Regions from separate parts of the Sus scrofa genome. Here region 2 is linked to region 1. A link is a contact called in public Hi-C data. All regions are on one chromosome and are shown on one strand. Each heading gives the region's core, a stretch centred on a gene start, on an enhancer-like site or on the middle of the called end of the contact. The rest is flanking DNA. Distances are from core to core; before and after follow the strand shown.

What was found. Hi-C and Micro-C count contacts between places; a contact is called where the count stands out from the background.
Region 2: a Hi-C map of embryonic fibroblasts shows a contact between it and region 1, with 3 times the contacts expected there. The contact joins the promoter of PRUNE2 here to the enhancer-like site in region 1. A contact is called at or near these places in 6 of 47 Hi-C or Micro-C datasets (embryonic fibroblasts, fibroblasts, psoas muscle and 1 more) and 1 of 2 datasets of contacts at active chromatin or transcription factors (skeletal muscle).

What each region holds. Positions count from the first base shown.
Region 1 is chr1:229,762,607-229,767,382 of Sscrofa11.1, reverse strand. The region is part of intron 6 of PRUNE2 (protein prune homolog 2); the gene reads left to right. Among named protein-coding and RNA genes, the nearest start is that of PRUNE2, 84 kb to the left of the region's middle. Within about 2 kb of position 2,637, at least 15 of the 83 cell types and tissues checked have an H3K27ac peak or open chromatin away from gene starts, as enhancers often do. A contact at or near this core is called in embryonic fibroblasts and skeletal muscle, where this site is marked.
Region 2 is chr1:229,846,680-229,851,455 of Sscrofa11.1, reverse strand. PRUNE2 (protein prune homolog 2) reads left to right here and starts at 2,234. Exons shown (of 27, transcript XM_021065057.1): 1 at 2,234-2,580. The coding sequence starts at 2,545.

The DNA.
Region 1 (4,776 bases), core at 1,388-3,887:
TCACTTGTCCTCCAAAGCATGGTCAAGACCTAGCTACTTCATGATAACTCTTAGAAATTCTCCGTTTTCTATTCCACTTGCAAAATTGAGCAATTTAGGACTTAAATATATACTATATCTTCCATTAATTTTGAACTTGTTTCAAATATTTTAAATTCATTGGGGATAAACATGGTCTCATTGACTTCTATCTTCCTTTAATTTCCTGGCACAGGGCTGGGCACATAGTAAGTACTTGGTAAATAGAAATGCATAGTACATGTTGGTGTCTGCCATTTGTTCCTTTGATATCTTATTTTTATTTGCTTTTAATTTGAAGTAAATCAGTGAGGAAAGAAAAGCTATCTAACTGTGTATCCAAGGCAACCTACTTTTCCTTCCAATCAGTTTCTACTGTGGCTGAAGGCTGAGATAAGATAAATAAAATATGGCCTACATATTTATGAGTAGAACTCTTGTCCAACTGTCCAAAAATGGAGTGGGTGACTTTATAAGATAGTTAGCTGTTGTCACTGGAAGGAATTAACTGGAAGTTCTGTGGGATGTTAGGGAAAGAAGGAAAGAGAATTCCTTACATTTTCAGTGACCCTTTACAATGCTGCAATTCCACAGTTGTATGTGTCATGGCCTTTATTTGCCTGATGACCCAGTTAATTTTCTTGGGAACTACTGAGAAAATGAGAAGAATTTGTCTCCTTGCAGCATACACAGCATGTTCTTTGGAGGGAACCACTGGTTTGGGAGGCAGAAACCACTGCCTTTGACAGATGGGTTAACTCTAGCCCTCTATGTTATAATGAGGAAGCTATGAAACCTTTTGTTTCTCATTTTTATTGTAGTAGATTTCACAAATGATAGTTGTTCTAATTAAGGTTTATATAGATTGTTGAAAGATCTACCATCAAAAGTGAATAATTATAATAATACTGAGTTTCAGTTCTTTGTTCAGTATATGAGGTCAGAATGAACATGACTTTGAAAAGCAGTGGATAAAAAATGGAGCTCATCAGAAGCAAGGCCAGAGGGCTAGTTCTTGCAAAGGGAACTTGGAAGCTAGGACCATGAAAAAGACACCACAGTCCCATTTCACATGGCTTCTGGTTCATTCTGAGTCTGAACATAGCACACATCCTAGGGGGCATACACACCGCATGTTGGAATCCACTTCATTTTTGTTGTACCCTTTATCATTGTTTGCCAATTTCCTGGCACAGGGCTGAGGGCATAGTAAGTACCTGGTAAATACAAATACTTAGTACCTGTTTGTGTCTGCCATTGGTTCTTCAGAAAAGAGACACAGGTAATTTTGATTTTGTTCTGATCCTTCATTTTAGTGGTGGAAGCAGTAGTGAGAAGCAAAAGTTGCCAAAATCAAAATCTGTGTTAAAAATTTTTAAATAACAAAGCCTTCGGGGAAAGAAGAAGAGAATTTATGGATGTTAAAGGACATGTTTAACTGGAGCAAACTTTGCCTTTGCTTTTGCCAGCAGAATGACGTGGTGATTATACATCCTGGGCCCACTTTACTTCTAGTAAAGCAGTAAATCAAGATGTTAAGAGAAAGGGACGCATCTTTCCATTCCAATAAGGCACCACTGAAGCAAATGAGATTGCTCATGGCAGTACGATATGAACAGTTCCCTTGCCAGCACCTGGTATTATTATGTCTCCTCTAAGCATCTCCCAAAAGGCTATGAGTCATTAGCATCTCTCCTCAGGAAGAACAATAACCAGGCACTTACTTGATCCATTTTGTTATAACCAATCACATTCTGATTTATTCCTGCATGTGTACAGTATCCATTTGTTGCCATAACAAAGCACCACAAACTGTGATTTAAACCACAGAAATTTATTGTGTCATAGTGTGGAAGTGAGAAGTCTGAGATCTGGGATTGGCAGGATAGCTTCCTTCTAAAGGCTGAGAGAGAATCAGCTGTGCCCCTGTCCTCGCTTCTAGTGGTTTGATGGCAATCTTTGGCATTCCTTGGTTTGTAGAAGCATCACCTTGGTCTCTGCCTTTGTTTTCACATTCTCTTCCCTCTATGCATGTCTCCAGAGTTTTCCTTTATTTACAGACACTAGTCATATCAGTTTAGGGTCCACCCAAATGACTTTATCTTAACTGTTCCATTTAGTTAAATACACACACACACACACACACACACACACACACACACACACACACACACACATATATAATATCTGCAATGACCCTCTTTCCAAAAAAGGTCACATTCTGAGGTGTTGAAGGATAGGAATTCAACATTTGAGAGGGGACACAATTCAACCCATAACATACTATTCATGAAAGTGGTCATTTTCCAGACAATTTAGAAGCATGAAACTTAAAAGACTGTATGAATGGACCTGTTACCTACTAAGCACATTTCATCTGTCACTTCCACATGTTTTTATTTTAAATCAGTTTCCTTTAAATGAGGAACAGTGGAGATTTTCAGCTCCTGAAATTTTGTCTCCTTTGTTCAGAGCTGGCATCCAAGGGAATAGCTCGAGCCTGTTTTCTCTCCAGGGTCCCCTCATGACCAGACATTCTGCTATTTGAAACCTGGAATAGAACTCAAGGGATGCATTCTGATAAAGTGACTCAGAACGCTGACTCACTCTGCCCTGCGCAGAGATTACCAGCCAAGCTGCACCTTGGAACACTGCAGAGGGAAAAATACCAACAGTGTCCCTTAGTGTTTAGCGCACAGACCAGAATGAATTCCCAAGATCACTGTTAAACTCCTCAGTAACGAAAGTGAACACTTACTTAGGCTGCAGTCGAAGCATCTTTGAACCATTGTAATGGGTGGTTTAAGGCTGAGCAAGCCAGTCTGAAACCTAGTTGACCCATTTTAAGCATCAAATATGATTTTTTCATGCGTTTGAGCTCGGAGATTTTTGGAGTTCAAGATGAAGGTACCTCCAGAGTATTTGCCTACCTTATTTTGTCATAAAATTGCATGGCAATATTTGGAGAAGTACGTTAGTTTTGATTAATGTATTTTTCAAAATGCCAGTCATTTATGCCAGAGGTGAATTGTCAGAGCCATTTGGCCAATGAATGGAACTATGCAACCCCTGCCTCTATTTCCTTTTCGGTCCATGGCTTCCAACTCCTGCTTGCTAAGAAGTTAACATTTGATGATGAGCCCTCATGTGTGCCAGGGAGTAGAGGAAGAATTTTCAAGCATTATCTTATTGAATCCTCCCAGCAACCCCATGAGGTAGATGTGTTGTGATTACCCCTGTATTGGTTAAGGTAGCTCTAACAGCAGAAACAGATACACCCCAAATCGCAAAGACACAACACACATGTTGTTCATTTTTTGCTCACCCAGCAATCCAGTTTAGCATTCCTGGTTGGGTGGCCAGAGGAGATTCAGAAACCATCTTTAACACATGGCTCCCAATATTGCCTGGGACATATTCATCCTATCTCTCAAGATAGAGAAGAGCTGAGAGGGCCAAAGATGGGAGGTTTTATGGATTTTCTTGGAGTGTGACATCTGTCACTTCTGCTCACATGTCACTGGCCCAATCACATGGTTGTATCTAACTGCAGGAAGGCTGAGAGATGTAGTCTAGTTGTGTGCCCAAGAAGAACAAGTCTCTGCTATAATCTCCATCATAGAGGTGAGGAAATTGGAATCTAGAAAGGCTAAATCATTTGGCTAATGTAGAGCTGGGACCAGAATCAGGGTCTGTCCTGCCCACGCACTGTGTTCACTACTTGGGATGTGACACCCACTCTGGGTTCACTAGTAAGTCATTAGGTGTCTGCCTGATCTCCAGGTGTCAGACAGGTAGATATGCATCCTTAGGTGATTCTTGGTTGGAACTCACATTTTCCCTCCTCTTGGTACCAAGCCTCTTCCTTTTTATGTTCCTATTTTGGCTTCTTTTAAAAATCATTTTAATTTCTGATCTGTAAACACCATATAACTTCTACACATCCATAGTAAATATAATTATTTACCCTTATAGGAGATTTAGAAAAGCCAAATAGATAAAAATAATAATAAGAAAAAAGATTATGAGGTGAGGGCTAGGACACACCATGTAGGAAGGAAGGAATTCTGATGGTTTTTCTCTACTTGCCTCTAGAATTCAAGGACATGGGTATTCTGGTTTGCCTTGTTATGATACAACTTTTTCAAATCTGTGTTCAAAATAGAGAGCAGCCCAATCAGTGAAAAATTGTAATGGCATAGATTTTTTTTTTTTTTTTTTTATGGAAAGGAAACAGTATCACTTTGAGCACTCTGGTAACTCATAAAAACAATATTCTGAGTAGTTAAGATGTTACGAGTTCTCAGTTTATACCTGGCTGGAGAGTCCAAAGGAGTTGAAAGCAAAAGACAAACACTGGTGAATTTCATTGTGTGAATTTAATAATCATCTGAAATGTGAATTACAATTTGAAACTAATTTAGAGCTAATAAAATTCATAGTTTCTTGAGAACAGCGGCAGAATGGAGAAGTGAACCCTGAAATCAGAGAAATACTCTTGCATTCCTGCTCTGAGCACTGAGCAGTTCTTGGTAATGAGACATAACTGAAATGTGGGAATTGAAAATACCTATTTAAAGAATGGTTCATCATATCTGCTGTAACAGAACTTTGTCTTTGAAAAAAATGTACTGAACAGCTGAAGCTTGTAATACTTAGAATCCTTACAGTTTGTAGGAAGTAGCTCCTTCTGCAGATGACCAAAAGTATTTCAAGATACAAGGTAGGAGTTCCCATTGTGGCTCAGTGGTTAACGAA
Region 2 (4,776 bases), core at 985-3,484, 84 kb before region 1:
TCTCTTAACCAGATCTGTAGACTCCACTGATTTCTTTTTTTTTGGGTCCTCCTGAATAAAAAAACAATTGGATAATTACACACACAAAGGGTGAGAGCAAGAGAGAGAGTGAGAGGGAGAGGGAAAAAAGGAGAGAGAGCAAAAAACCTACCATGTGTACATTTGCTCATTAAGATATATTTATTGAAGATTTGTATATGACATGAACTGCATTAGGACTACATCAATGAATGAGATAGGCAAGGTCTTTGTTCTCATGAATCTCAGCCTTTTGAGGCAATTTATAGTACAGTAGAAAATATAGGTTGCTATGAGAGAACATGGAAAGGGCAACTGACTTAGTCTTGAGGTAGGAAGGGAGGAGTAGGTCAGGGGAGGCTTCCTGGAGGAAGGTAACTTCTAAGCAACATTAGAAAACCCTGGGGCTGGTTAAGAATGAAAATTCTACACTGTAAACCAGCTATACTGGAAAAAATAAAAATCATTATTAAAAAAAGAGAAAATTCTTAGGCCCATTAAGCCAGACCTATGAAGCCAAAATTTCTGTTGGGGAGTTCCCATCATGGCTTAGTTGTAATGAACCTGACTAGTATCCATGAGGACTTGGGTTCCATCCCTGGCCTCGCTCAGTGGGTTAAGAATCTGACGTTGCCATGAGCTGTGGTGTATGTTGCAGATGCAGCTTGGATCTGGCATTGCTGTGGCTGTGGTGTAAGCCAGCAGCTGTAGCTCCAGTTTGACCCCTAGACTGGGAACTTTAACATGCAGCCCTAAAAAGACAAATATATATATATATATATATATCTTTTTTAGTACTTCACTGAATGGTCCAGCTATAAACTAATGTTTGAGAACCAGAGGATCATACCTGGGCTGACTATTAGAATCACTTGGAGCACTTTTACACCAGTCTGATGCTGTGGCCCTACCCTTAGAACTACTGATTCAGTTGGTCTGGAATAGAGCCTGGGAAGCAATATTTTCTAAAGGCCTGGGTGACTCTAATGTGATTTTAAAGTGCCCTCAGGGAGTTCCCATCATGGCTCAGTGGTTAACAAATCTGACTAGTAACCATGAGGTTGTGGGTTTGATCCCTGGCCCCTCTCATTGGGTTAAGGATCTGACATTGTCATGAGCTGTGGTGAAGGTTGCAGATGCAGCTTGGTTCCCAGGTTGCTGTGACTGTGGCATAGGCCAGCAGCTACAGCTTTGATTTGACTCCTAGCCTGGGAACCTCCATATGCTGCGGGTGTGGCCCTAAAAAGACCAAAAAAAAAAGACGAAATAAATAAATAAATAATAAATTAAAGTGCTCTCGGGGTTGAGCTCACCTCATTAAGCTGATAGCTGAATTGTGAGTTAGCCAGGCAGTGGGGGCTGGTGAGAGTGCAGGAAGGGTATTACAGGCAGATAGATGTGCCAAGGCCCAGATGTAAGAGAGAGCCTGAGGTATTATCTGGGGCTCTGATGAGGCTAGAGAGTACACACAACAAAATTCTGCAGCTTGAAATAAGGTTCATAGCTATAGGTTTCTGTGTTTGTTGCAGTACTTCTTAAACTTTAATGTATATGGAAATGATATAAGGATCTTGTGAAAACACAGACCCTTATGCAGTAGGAAGGTTATGTTGCCCTCTCAGTTCTTGAACATATTGTCAGAGTGGATGAGGACTGCAGAAGACTACGTGTCCTTAGCCCCAGGACCGATATAAGGACACCCAGTTGGGGTGAACCGCAGAGGACCGTTGCTGAGCAGGTACATTTTGAGGGTAAGGAGGAAAGATGTAGCCTAGCACAACCTCCTAGCCTTCTCTTCTGAATATTTTCCATCAAGGTCGTACTGCTTTTAGCTCAGCAGTAACCCCTCCACCCCTCAATCTAGCTGAGTGCATCCCCTAGCCATGCCAGCAGAGCCAGATCATTAAGTGACCGCTGGAGCTCTCTGTAACCTGCCAGTCAGCCAGGGAGGCGCTGGCCAAGGAGGGGGGGCCCTCTGGGGCCCTTTTCCCCCTCTCCCCTTCTTTCTATCTCTCCCAGCTGACAGCAGCGGTGCCTGCGGCAGAGCCTTCCTCTGCAGCAGCCCCTTGCACTTGGCTCGCACTTCTGGGCGCTGTCCATGGTTGCAGTATCTTTCAGCGCGCCACGTCAGGAGGCCTCAGCTGGGCCCTGCGATTGGCGGAGGAGCCCCTCGCCATCCTCCAGCACCCCCGCCCCCGCGCCCCGGCCCCGGAACTCTGGCCCCGCAGGCGCGTGCCTGTCAGCGTGTGGGGCGCGCCCTGGGGCTCCCGGGCGTCACACCCACTTTCCTTATTAGGGCAGAGTCGGGAGCCCAGAGCTGGCGTCTGGGAGCGGGGTGGGGCGGGAGCCCTGGGAGGCGACAGCCGAGGGCGCAGCCACAACCTCAGCCGCCTCCGAGCGGTAGGAGGGAGCAGCAGCTTGCTGCGCTCAGAAAGGCCACTTTGCGGGGACCCGGCTCCTCTCGCCCGGGAGGAGACAGGCCTCCGCGCCCTCCGGGTACCCCTGGTCCAACCCTCTTGCCACGACATGGAAGAATTTTTGCAACGCGCCAAGTCTAAACTGGTAAGTTGAGGGAACAAGGCTGTGTGCGTTGGTGCGCGCGTGTGCTGATGCAGGGCACTGCAGCAGAGGAGAAAGAAACAACTTTGCCACTTAGTTGTCAGGGTGTGTGGGCTGTTCCCCTGGAAAGAATCTCTGGAACTCAGGTGCTTGCTGCAGGCATTTTGTTTCCATAATCCTACCCCACAGCCGGGCTTCCCGTGTGGCTCACAACATAATCCTACCCCACAGCCAAAGCGCCGGGCTGAGAGGTGGTCGTAACCTGGCTGAAGTTGGATGTTGTATACAGCTTTGGTCTCTTTGGTTTAAGGTTGGAGAGAGGCAGATTCAGTTAAATCTGCAGTTTGCTCCCCCAGGCTAGAGGATAAATGGGTGTGGTGTTCCTTGCGGAAAAAGAGCCCAGCTGTCTGCAGATTCAGTACACAAAAGTGTAAAAGGAAAAGAAGCTGTACTTTAGCTGGAGGGGGTGGCAAAACGTTAACTAAGGAAATCAGGGTGCCGGCTGAGAGGAACATGTGCAAATGTTCTGTTTACCCATGCATCCCTCACATAGAGCTTGCTCCAGTGCCAGAGTTAGGGATATTCGAATGTGAATTGGCTCTCTGGTCCTTATTCAGATCTATAACTTGGGGCAGAAGCAGAAGGGGGAAAACCCAACTGTTGCTGGTGATGTGGGGTCTGCCAGACTGTCCTTCTCTTGGGAGGTGACCAGTATGTTGGCCAGCTCTGTTTAACTGTACCACTGTCCAAAGAGTGAAGGGTAATTTCATTGTGTATATTGACAGTTGCTACGTGTTCTGGAACAACAGATTCTAGCAGTTTCCTAAGTCCAAATTGTTTTGGCTTTCCAGCATTGCAGTAATGAACATAATGGAAATGTTGCTGTTTCGGCACTTCAGAAAAAAAGCTTTTGCCCATTTGGAAGCAATATCTTTAATGAACAGTGAAAGCACCTTTTACAGGCCTGGCATGGGAGGAAATGCATAATTCATGTTGCCTTTAACCTTTATAGAAGCCAAAATATAGAGTCTGCATAAAGATGACGTCTTAATCACAAGGCAGGATATTTACAGGGTTATTATTGTAGCTCATTTACCCTTACACAGCAAAGGGAATGAAGATAAAGGTGTGATTTTCACACAGATTTAACTGTAAGTATCTTTCAAAAGACCATCAAAGTTGATTAATGCTATTATAATTACGTTTTCTACCTTAAGCCCCCCAGAGAGTTGGTAGTTTGTGGTGATTTTGGAATTAAGAAGGTTCGTGATCATTTTTGTGTTTATTGCTGACACTTTTATAGGTTTACTTGAGCACACGAAGGAAAAAACTGATTGCAGATATCCCATGCATTTCTGATAGTATAAATACACTCTTTGTTCTTTACCTGACAATGAGTGAGAGACAGTAAAAAAAGGTCAAATTTGGCAATTTACTCTTTTTTTCAGTGAATGAAAATGTGGTGATCAACAATCATGCACTTTTAGACTGCACTTGTGCTCCATTCCCATAATATTGATTTTAATAACAAACATTTAGATTGTGGGGTCTGATGTGAGAGATTTGTCTCATTTTTAAAGAGCAATCGCTGGAATGGAAAAACTCCCTATTTCGGAGTAATCAGTTAAAGGTAATGTGTGAGTTTGTTTACTGAGTCCCTTCATTAGATGATCAATTGCTCTCTATCATTAAAATACGAAAAAGAAGTAGTTGTTTGAAATACTGTTCCCAGTTTCCTGCTTTAGCTAGAAGAACAATTACTGCTAATTTTATTTCTTCTTGGAATAGATTTCTTAGCCTTTCAATTCAGCCATAGTAAAGGTGTTTGGGTCACTTTTTAGTGTCACATTTCCCTTGACAAATTATATTTTCTAGGTAAATAGAAATTTTACTTAATATGCAACCTTCAACCATAGTAGTGGATAAACATTTTGTTTTAGAGGATACTCTTTGTTTAGGAGGAAAAAATTAAGTTGATAATTAAGCCATTCACTTGTGGGAAGTTTATTCATAATAAAAATGTGGATTTTAAAAAATTAGATTAATCCTCTGGAAAGCATTATAAGGAGAAGAAAATTATTATGCTGATTTTCACTTATGCTTTATTAGACCAGAATTAGATAGAATTTAGGTATTATGTTCATGCCATTTCCCATCAGAAATTGATATAGGTTTTCTGTATACTTTTAAAAAGTCTAA